3 separate regions of the Mus musculus genome follow, and regions 2 and 3 are each linked to region 1. Evidence: chromatin contacts called from public promoter capture Hi-C data. All regions are on one chromosome and are shown on one strand. The core of a region is the stretch at or near the end of the contact, and the rest is flanking DNA. Distances in the headings are between cores, read along the strand shown. Region 1 holds the start of Casp6 (caspase 6). Region 2 overlaps Col25a1 (collagen, type XXV, alpha 1). Region 3 holds the start of Enpep (glutamyl aminopeptidase).

Region 1 (2,750 bases), core at 121-2,620:
CAAACCAGGACGGTGGTCGACACCCTGAAGTTCACTCTCTGCTAGGTCTAGGCAGCTGGGCTGGGGATGATGAGACCTAAATAAGTAAAAAAATAAAAATAAAAATAGACCACACTGTTTCCCCAAACAAGAGAACGGAGAGCAACTCCCAGCCATTTTCCCTGAGCTTCCCCCATGAAAGGCACGGTTCTGAGTGCAGGTTTAACTGGTCACCACCACTGGAGGGAAAGCTTGAAATGCCATGTCGTAATGACAGAGAAAATCATTATTAAGACAATTGAATATTACTAAGCCTAACCCTCTTTACTTGCCATCAAGAGGGGCCCAATTAATTTCGGACATGTTTTCGGGGCAAGGAAAAAGGTTTATTCAGTAAGCAAGACACAGCAAGACTTCCACTGTCTTATTTTAATAGAAATGGTGACATTGAGACTAGTGAAGGCCAAAGGCTGTGCAAAGATACCTGCAGATGCCCAAAGCCTGCTGCAGCAGGCATGAGACTACGCATGTGTGAGCCCGCCCTGCCCTGTTAAAGAACCTCCCTTATGTACACACATGCACACACACACACTTCCTACACACATGCACACACACACACTTCCTACACATATACGCATGATTAAGTAGTGTAATAAAAGACTCCTCAGTCAGCTGGTAACACCTTAACATAATTTTTATCATCTATAGTTGCTTGCTTTTAAATGACAAGGTGGCACACAGTAGGCACAATATGACAGGAAAGGCCATGGTCACCATCACCTACAGATAGACTGTCGTTCTTAGAATTTATGCATGCACTGCCAAACTACCCCTACTTTTATAAGCCAGACTTAAACATCCAGGAATTGGTAGAGTGCTAGGCTAGCATGCGAGAGTCCTGGGTGCAGTGGCACAAAGACAGTTATCACAGCACTGAGTGTGGGGGCTGAAGGATCAAGGTCAGGACCTCAGCTACAGGAGACTCAGGGAAGGAAGGAGGGAGGAGAGGGGGTTGGGGGGTGGGAAGAAAGTCCAGGAGTTGCCTCCGTTTTGTTTTGTCTAAAGCCCTGTCCAAACAGCAGCAGCAACAACAACAACAAAAACATGAGGAAAAAAGCCCTCTGACTGTAGAGTAAGCTCTCTACACTAAACTGAGCACTAGATGAAGTGGCGAAGAGCGATTGTCGGGCGGGGACGGCAACACTGAGTTCACCACCCTGGACGTGAAGTTGCCCTACTTGCTCCCCGGGCAGTGCCCTCTTCCCCAACACTTACACATACACATATGCTTACACACAGCCAGGCTCTGTGCAGGAGGAAGACGCAGTGGCGTCCTGGCGTTGCCTGGGTGACAAAGGGCCCAGTTGCTTGGGGAGGCAGAGGCGGATCCTGGGGCGGGGCAGGAGGCGGGGCGGGGCTGGCAGGAAACGGGTGGACGAGCGGAGGCCTCAGGGCTAGGACACCGGTGGGAGCTCGCGGGCAGGTAAGTGCGGACACCCGTGCGTGCGTGGGGCACGGGGCAGAGAAGGGTGGTGGCCTCCGGGGACTGCTAGGACTGACAGAAGTGGGCTTGCGGCGCTGTGCAGTGAAGGACGTAGCAGCGGTATTTTGCTCAGGCTAACCCCGCCGAGCGCTTTTGTCCTCACGTCCGCTGCTTCCCGGCTGTTTAAACTTTAGAGGGCGGCGCTTGCACTGTGTAGTGGAGAACTTGGCTCTGCAAGTTGAATCCTGTTTTTGTTGCTCGCGTCTGTCTGAAAAGTGGGAAGAGGAGGCGGACCAAGGCTTGGGGCACAGGCCTGCGGTAACCGGGCTCAAGACCCCTAACCAAGGCCAGACCTGGGCGAGCACCTCCGCCACAGTGTCTTCTGCAGCCAGCAAACCTGTTGCTGTCTACGCGTTAGCCCCAAATAACTTTTCTCCACACAGTGATAAACTGCTAGTTCTTGCTTCCCTCAGAACAGGCTTCCTGTCGCCTATCAAAACCGACGTCAAGCCTGAAAAATCTTTAAGGTCTATCAGAGACGGCCTTTATTTCAGAACTTCTGTCCTTATTCCAGAGGAAAACTGTAAAAGTCCCCATGGTCCTACCAGGAGTGGTCCTATTGGACACACAGGGTCTAGTGGTCATCTCCAGTTTAGGGATGAGTAGTGAGGGGTGGGAAGCCAGGTTGGGGGAGGGCACCGTGCCGCTCACCCTTTTGTTTGATTCCTTTCCTCTCCTGTTCAGTTCTATGTGTATGTGCCCTTTCCAGAGTATGTTCTAGGGAGGTGAGTTACTTCTTACAGGTTATTAAGTAGATGGTTGACAGGGAATATGGGTAGATTCTCATGAAGGTCACTAGTTTGGAAAGTGACCTTTAGTGGAATGCCTGGTGACATGTAGTACAGACTTTGTAATCCACCAGTGCCGGGCTTTCGGTTCCGACCTTAGGCAGGACTGGCCCTGTTCTGTGTTCTTGAGCTTTGGAAGTAGTAAGATAAAGTATCTACCGTCCCATGCAATCAATTACAGTGGCTGATAGCTTTATCTGGAGGGTACCATAAAGAGAAAAAGAGGTGAGTGATTTTATACAAATTAAACTAAGGAGCTCAGAGGCCATGCTTACTGTAGGGTCGAACAGTAAAGGAGAAGTGAGACATGGCCAAGACTGACGATTAATGCTGTGTACAGTTTTGAGAACCAGAACAGAGGAGACCACACATTTCTAACCCTCCTATAGGCTATCTTAATCTCTGCTACAAAAGAGGCCAAGGCCGGAAAGTCTCAGGTT
Region 2 (2,750 bases), core at 120-2,619, 690 kb after region 1:
TCTTTTCCACATTATAAATCCTGACTACAAATTGTAATGCAGTTTGAGACAGGTTCTATGTGAGACCATTGAACACAGCAAATTGTTTTTAAAAGATCTGCTTAATTGTTATATATTTACCTAGTGGGTTGTATGGGTCTAAAATGTTACACAAGGAAAAAAATTTATCATGCAGTACTCAGTTTTATTATCTTTAAAGAAGTTGGAAATTATACCAGTATTGGCTCAGTGTAGAGTTCTTACTGAGCATGTGCAAAGCCCTGAGTTCATTCTCCCAGCATAGCAAAGAAAAAAGAATGAAGAGTCTAGGGGAGAGGAGAAATTTTCATTACTGTAGCTTATAAAACCATAAGCTACTCACATATCCTCCCTCAGAAAAATGCTAGTCACTCACACAAAAATATTTCCACAATTATTCCAAGTTTTATATTTAGGAAAATTAGATTCTAAAGGTTAAACACTTTGTATATATCTCTTTCATCAGTATAAGAAATGAAAACTGACAATAATTATCACATTTCAACTGCTCATACACACGATGACACATAACTTTGAAGAATATAGATTATCACTTCATTTTACAACATGCTGTTGATTGATAATGTTGACATGTTCTTCTCTGTGATAGCATTAACATATCATTCTTCATAATGGCTCTTTTCCATAAAGCTTGCTGTTCGCTGAAATATCAACCCCAAATCATTGCCTATCACAGTAATTCCAGTAGTTAGTCTGAAGTCCATTTGCCAATCAAGCAATGAATGCCACTTAACCAACACACCTGGTCTTGGTTAGTCCTACTCAAAGATGGCTCCGCTGCCTTCAGGAAGGGCAAAGCACAGGTAAAAAGTTTCTATCAGTTCATGTCATGACACTGAAGCTGCTCGCTGAAGTGGGTGCTGATTCTTCATGAGTGAGCACTTGCTTCCAAAGGCATCGTCCATTTCCTGTCTCACCTGCTCCTCCTTCCCTCTCCCTGTCACAGCTTTGCCTTCACCCATGCTCTAGTGAACCACACCAAATTTCTATCCCCTGTATCCAAGAAGCCCAAGTGGTTTTGATTCCAAGCCTTCTGCCCCCATGTTCTTGGCACACAGGAGATGACCAAGGCGGAGCTTTCGGCCCATGCTGTCAGAGTGAATGTATTAATTTGAATGAGTGTCTCATACTTCAATGCGGTGTGCGCATTGTTCTGTCTATTTTCCTTTGAATATTCATGTTGCTTGCTTCAGACTGTTCGGTTTTATTGCAACTGCCATCCAGATTGCAGGATGAATGCTCTCATCTACGTATGTATCTATGTACTGTCTTCTGCATTCTGCACAGCACCAACTGCCTGTCTATACGTTTGCAGATGTCTCCGTTAATGTGAACCAGCTGGGGTGCATTCCTTCCCTCCTCTCCTTTCGCCTCCTTTCCTAAATTCCTCCATCCCTAGGACCCATGCCGACATCCTACAAACCTTGACCTTGATTCCCAAATACTAATTTCCATGGCTACATTCCCACTACGTAATTATCCTGCCTACCTCATTTTAATGAGCCCAGACTGCTTTTCCTATCTGCAGCGTTGTGGGCTGGAAACTCATTTACCATTGTGAACAACAAAGATTGAAGAAGACCGCCTAGGTTTATCCAACTGTTTCTCCAGTTGGCATTGCTGCCGTGTACTAGCACCTGAAATCTGTGTTTAACTCAATCAGTCAAGTGTTCACTTTTATTTTTGCCAGAGAGGAAAAGTTAAACACAATAGAGGCACGTTTTAATACTGGAATGTTTTTACTGGGAGCTGCAGAATAGAGTACGACTGGACAGCCTTGGGAGAGAGCAAAGCTGTAGCCTCTCCCTCTGAGTCTGTACAGCCATTATGTGTTAAAGAATACGGAGGGTAAAGGCAAGTTAAAATTACTCACAATTGGGTAGAGCATCCATTACCCTAAGCCCAGCTCCACCTGATACCAACTGGCTTCAGTGTAACTTGTCCGCCATCTTTGCCTGGTCCACAGAACAAATCCCTAATTCACTGTTGACTCAGATATTTTGACAGTCAGCACTGGTCTGCCTTTCTGATGCATCAGCCCTTTTGGTATCCTCCTTTCTTTTTGTTGAATGTCATAAATAAATAATCAATCAATCAGCCAACCAACCAATCTATCCTGTTTCCAGAATCCATTGTCAGCATGGCAGCTTAAGTTATTTTTTTTATAGCATCGTGTCATATGTACATCAGTAAACAATGGTAAATGCCTCCAGACTATTTCTAGCTAAGCCATACTTTGGATAATTTTTATTCTACACCCCCTCAAAATAAAACCTGTCTTTTATTTAAACCCTTGTATCCACAGGGGGAAAAGGGAAAGAAAGGCAAAAGGGGGCCTAAAGGGGAGAAAGGAGAACAGGGCGCTCCTGGATTAGATGCACCCTGCCCGTTGGTATGTCTAACTGATGCAACCGTCTCCAGATGTCTTGTGATGGGATGAGGATAAGATGGGAGAGGAGCAGGCCAGAGGGGTCAGTAACAGCAGGTCCTGGGAGGGCCACTTAACACAGACTTTCCGACGGTGTTCAGAAGTACGAGGCTACACTGGTGTCCTTGACATCTTGTTGCCAGCCACTCAACACTACTCGTTTCTAAATTTACAAGCAGTGCTGGCTGTCAGGAACCTGACTGTAGGGTGTGAAGAAGAGCCAACAGCATCCCATATCCCTCCAAACAGGAGGCCAATGGTTTCCTGTCAAAGGCTTTGTCAT
Region 3 (2,750 bases), core at 122-2,621, 570 kb before region 1:
TGGCATTGTATTTACAACTTCGAGTTGGTGATACATTTTCAAATTACAAGAAGGCAAAACATCTTACTTCTCAGATGAACAAGCAGAATTGAAAGCAAGGGCAGATAGGGATCAGACCCACAAAACACAAGAGATGGGAAGCAAAGAGAAAAGGCAAAAATAAACACTGCAGAAACTGGGTTCAGAGGAAGCACCACACAGCACTGTATTGCACCGCACACAGAACAACACAGCACAGCACCACACTGCATCACACCTCGTCCCACCACACACAGCATAACACAGCACCACACTGCACATAGTAGCACATACAGCTCAGCACCGCACCGCACCGCACACAGAACAAAACAACACAACACAACACAACACAACACAACACAACACAGCACAGCACCACACTGTATCACACCTCGTCCCACCACACACAGCATAACACAGCTCTGCACTACACACAGTAACACACACAGCACCACACAGCACATACCTGATTTGCCCGTCCTCCATGTAGGTGGTTTTGTAAAAACCCACAAGGGAACCGTTCAGCCAGCCTTTAAACTCCATGGTCAGCCGATAGACACTGTCCCCACTGGTGGCCGCAAGGTCTTCTGCAGCCTGGATCACCACGTACTCCTGCTTCTTATACTCGAAGCACCGTCGAATTGGTACCTGCTCCCCAGAGGGCCTCCTTAGCTCCGGCAGCTTGGTGATCTTGGTCTCCCTGATGTGGAGCCATAGGTCACGAGTGGGTTTGCTCAAGTTGACAGAGATGGTCACTATTCCCGTGTACCTGTCTTCCTCCATCAGGGCCTTCACCTCCAGGTCGTAGTGAACTGGATTGATGAAGTCAGGCAGCCTGAAGTTTTTCCATTCTCCGCTTTCATCTTCACTGTCAGGGCAGACATTCTGGTCCTGAGGAGGGAGGGCAGTGCTGGCTTCCGGAGGAGGTTGGGAAGGAGCTGGGGTTGTGTCCTGCTCACACGACCTGGTCAAACCCACAGAAAGTCCCACTATTAATCCAACTGCCACCACTACTCCACAGATGATGGCCACGTGTTTGCCTTTAATGCAGTATTTCTTGGAGGGCTCTTCCTCTGCAAAGTTCATTTTCTCCCCCGAAGTCAGATGTTACACATGAAAGGATGTTAAATTTAACTAACTTTCCTTGTCAGCTGACTTCCCTTTTCAATTGGAAGGCGTCCGATCCCTGGCAGCTTGGCTTCGCTTTCCCACACCTCTCCCTCTTCCCGGTCCTGCTCGTCCCCACCGGCCACTCCAGGATGAATGCGGAGACCAAGGAGTAGGATGGAGACGCAGAAGAGAAGCTGACTTGAAGGAGGAGGACTGATGAGAATGTTGGCTCAGCGCTATATAAACAGCGTCTCCCCAGGCCTGCCCCTTCTGAACTGGAGCGAGTTAAATATAAAACAGGGCTTGAGCTTATCGGCCAATACAGCAAAGGGGTGGGGGTTGGGAGAGGTGGAGATGTTGCCAAACCTCTGTCAGCTTCAGAGAAATCACTTGGCAAAGAGGTGTGCTTACGATAGAAAACGCAACCTTTGCCATCAGATCTAGGGCTTCTTCTTGCTGTGTGAGCAGCCGGGCTCTCTCAGCCAAAGGGCTTCTTAAATTTCACTATTTTATTAGGTTGCTTGCCAAAGAAGCTAAGCGTGATTTTTTTGTTGTTTTTTTTTTTTTTTTCTCCTCCTCTTTTCCTTCAAATTATGTAAACATTCCATTTCTGCCCTCTGCGGAAATCATATCTTAGAGTTCGATACTTGGAGGAGTTTCTAAGTTTAAGGATCATTTAGTCAGTCAGTGACAGAGTTACAGGACCAGGTAGTCCAAGGCAGGTAGATGGAAGGCAGAAGGGGAAATGCGAAGCAACTGGCCAGGTCAGGAAAGCCGAAAAAGGGGAAGGAGAGTGAGGGGGGGAGGGGGAACTTTGGAAAGTCTGAGAGTTTGTCCCAAAACGAGAGTATGCTCTGCAAACTTAGGAATAGTATGTCAGCTTTGGAGCAGATAGCAGCTGTAATGGCTGGCCCTACCAGAGAGCCATTAGCAATGATGTCATTGGTAGGGAGTGAAGGTATGCATAGAGGATTACAACTTCTTATGAGTAGCCAAGTTGCAAACACTAGCCATTGCTGACAATGGCAATGCAAACGTAATGTAGCTATGGAGGTTTTGAGAATTATATATAGTATTTTCTATAAGGTACTTTATAGAAACTAGCATACAAATTTTTTCCCACAATCCCATGCAATTGATTCTATTTGGCTGCCTGTTATAGAGATGGTGAAGGACACGCAGCTGGCAGTAGCAGAATTGGTGTCTGAGTTGAAGGGCCATGTAGTTACTGCACTGCACAGATTTTCTTATATAAAGAGAAGGAATATTCAAGATTAAATGATTATTAAAGGCTTAGCATTTTCCAAAGAGCAATTCCCATGGTCTAGGTAAGATAACATTAAAATCTCTGTCTGGGGAGATGGCTTAGTAAGTTTGTGCCTTGCAGCAGGCACGAAGGCCTGAGTTTGGTTACTAGTACCCACATTAAAAAAAAAAAAACAAACAAACGAACAAACAAACAAGCCCAAGTATAATGGTATAAAACTCGGAATGCCAGTGTTGGAGAGGTGTAGGCAACGGGATCATTGAAGCTCACCAACTCCTCAGCCTAGCCCACTTGGCGAGTTAAGAGCAAAGCCAAGATGGTTGTCTGTCTGAGGAATGGCAGCCAAGTTTGTCCA

What was found. Promoter capture Hi-C pulls out the DNA fragments that hold promoters and counts their contacts.
Region 2: a contact with region 1 is called in a promoter capture Hi-C map of second pharyngeal arch cranial neural crest, with 2.9 times the contacts expected there. The contact joins the enhancer-like site here to the promoter of Casp6 in region 1. A contact is called at or near these places in 7 of 39 promoter capture datasets (the C10 cell line, cranial neural crest, embryonic stem cells and 4 more), 1 of 15 datasets of contacts at CTCF or cohesin (pro-B cells), 6 of 484 Hi-C or Micro-C datasets (cerebral cortex, embryonic stem cells, granulocyte-monocyte progenitors and 2 more), 3 of 115 datasets of contacts at active chromatin or transcription factors (acute myeloid leukemia, astrocytes and embryonic limb bud) and 1 of 9 other capture datasets (embryonic stem cells).
Region 3: a contact with region 1 is called in a promoter capture Hi-C map of liver, with 2.2 times the contacts expected there. The contact joins the promoter of Enpep here to the promoter of Casp6 in region 1. A contact is called at or near these places in 2 of 39 promoter capture datasets (both in liver).

Annotation. Positions count from the first base shown.
Region 1 is chr3:129,900,045-129,902,794 of GRCm38.p6, forward strand. Casp6 (caspase 6) reads left to right here and starts at 1,371. Exons shown (of 7, transcript NM_009811.4): 1 at 1,371-1,462. Gm46825 (a long non-coding RNA gene) reads right to left here and starts at 1,387. Exons shown (of 3, transcript XR_001783989.2): 1 at 1,273-1,387; 2 at 1-76.
Region 2 is chr3:130,587,067-130,589,816 of GRCm38.p6, forward strand. All of the region lies in intron 35 of Col25a1 (collagen, type XXV, alpha 1), which reads left to right. Among named protein-coding and RNA genes, the nearest start is that of Etnppl, 29 kb to the right of the region's middle. Within about 2 kb of position 1,370, at least 7 of the 459 cell types and tissues checked have an H3K27ac peak or open chromatin away from gene starts, as enhancers often do.
Region 3 is chr3:129,331,378-129,334,127 of GRCm38.p6, forward strand. It overlaps Enpep (glutamyl aminopeptidase), which reads right to left and starts at 1,372. Exons shown (of 20, transcript NM_007934.3): 1 at 485-1,372. The coding sequence starts at 1,104.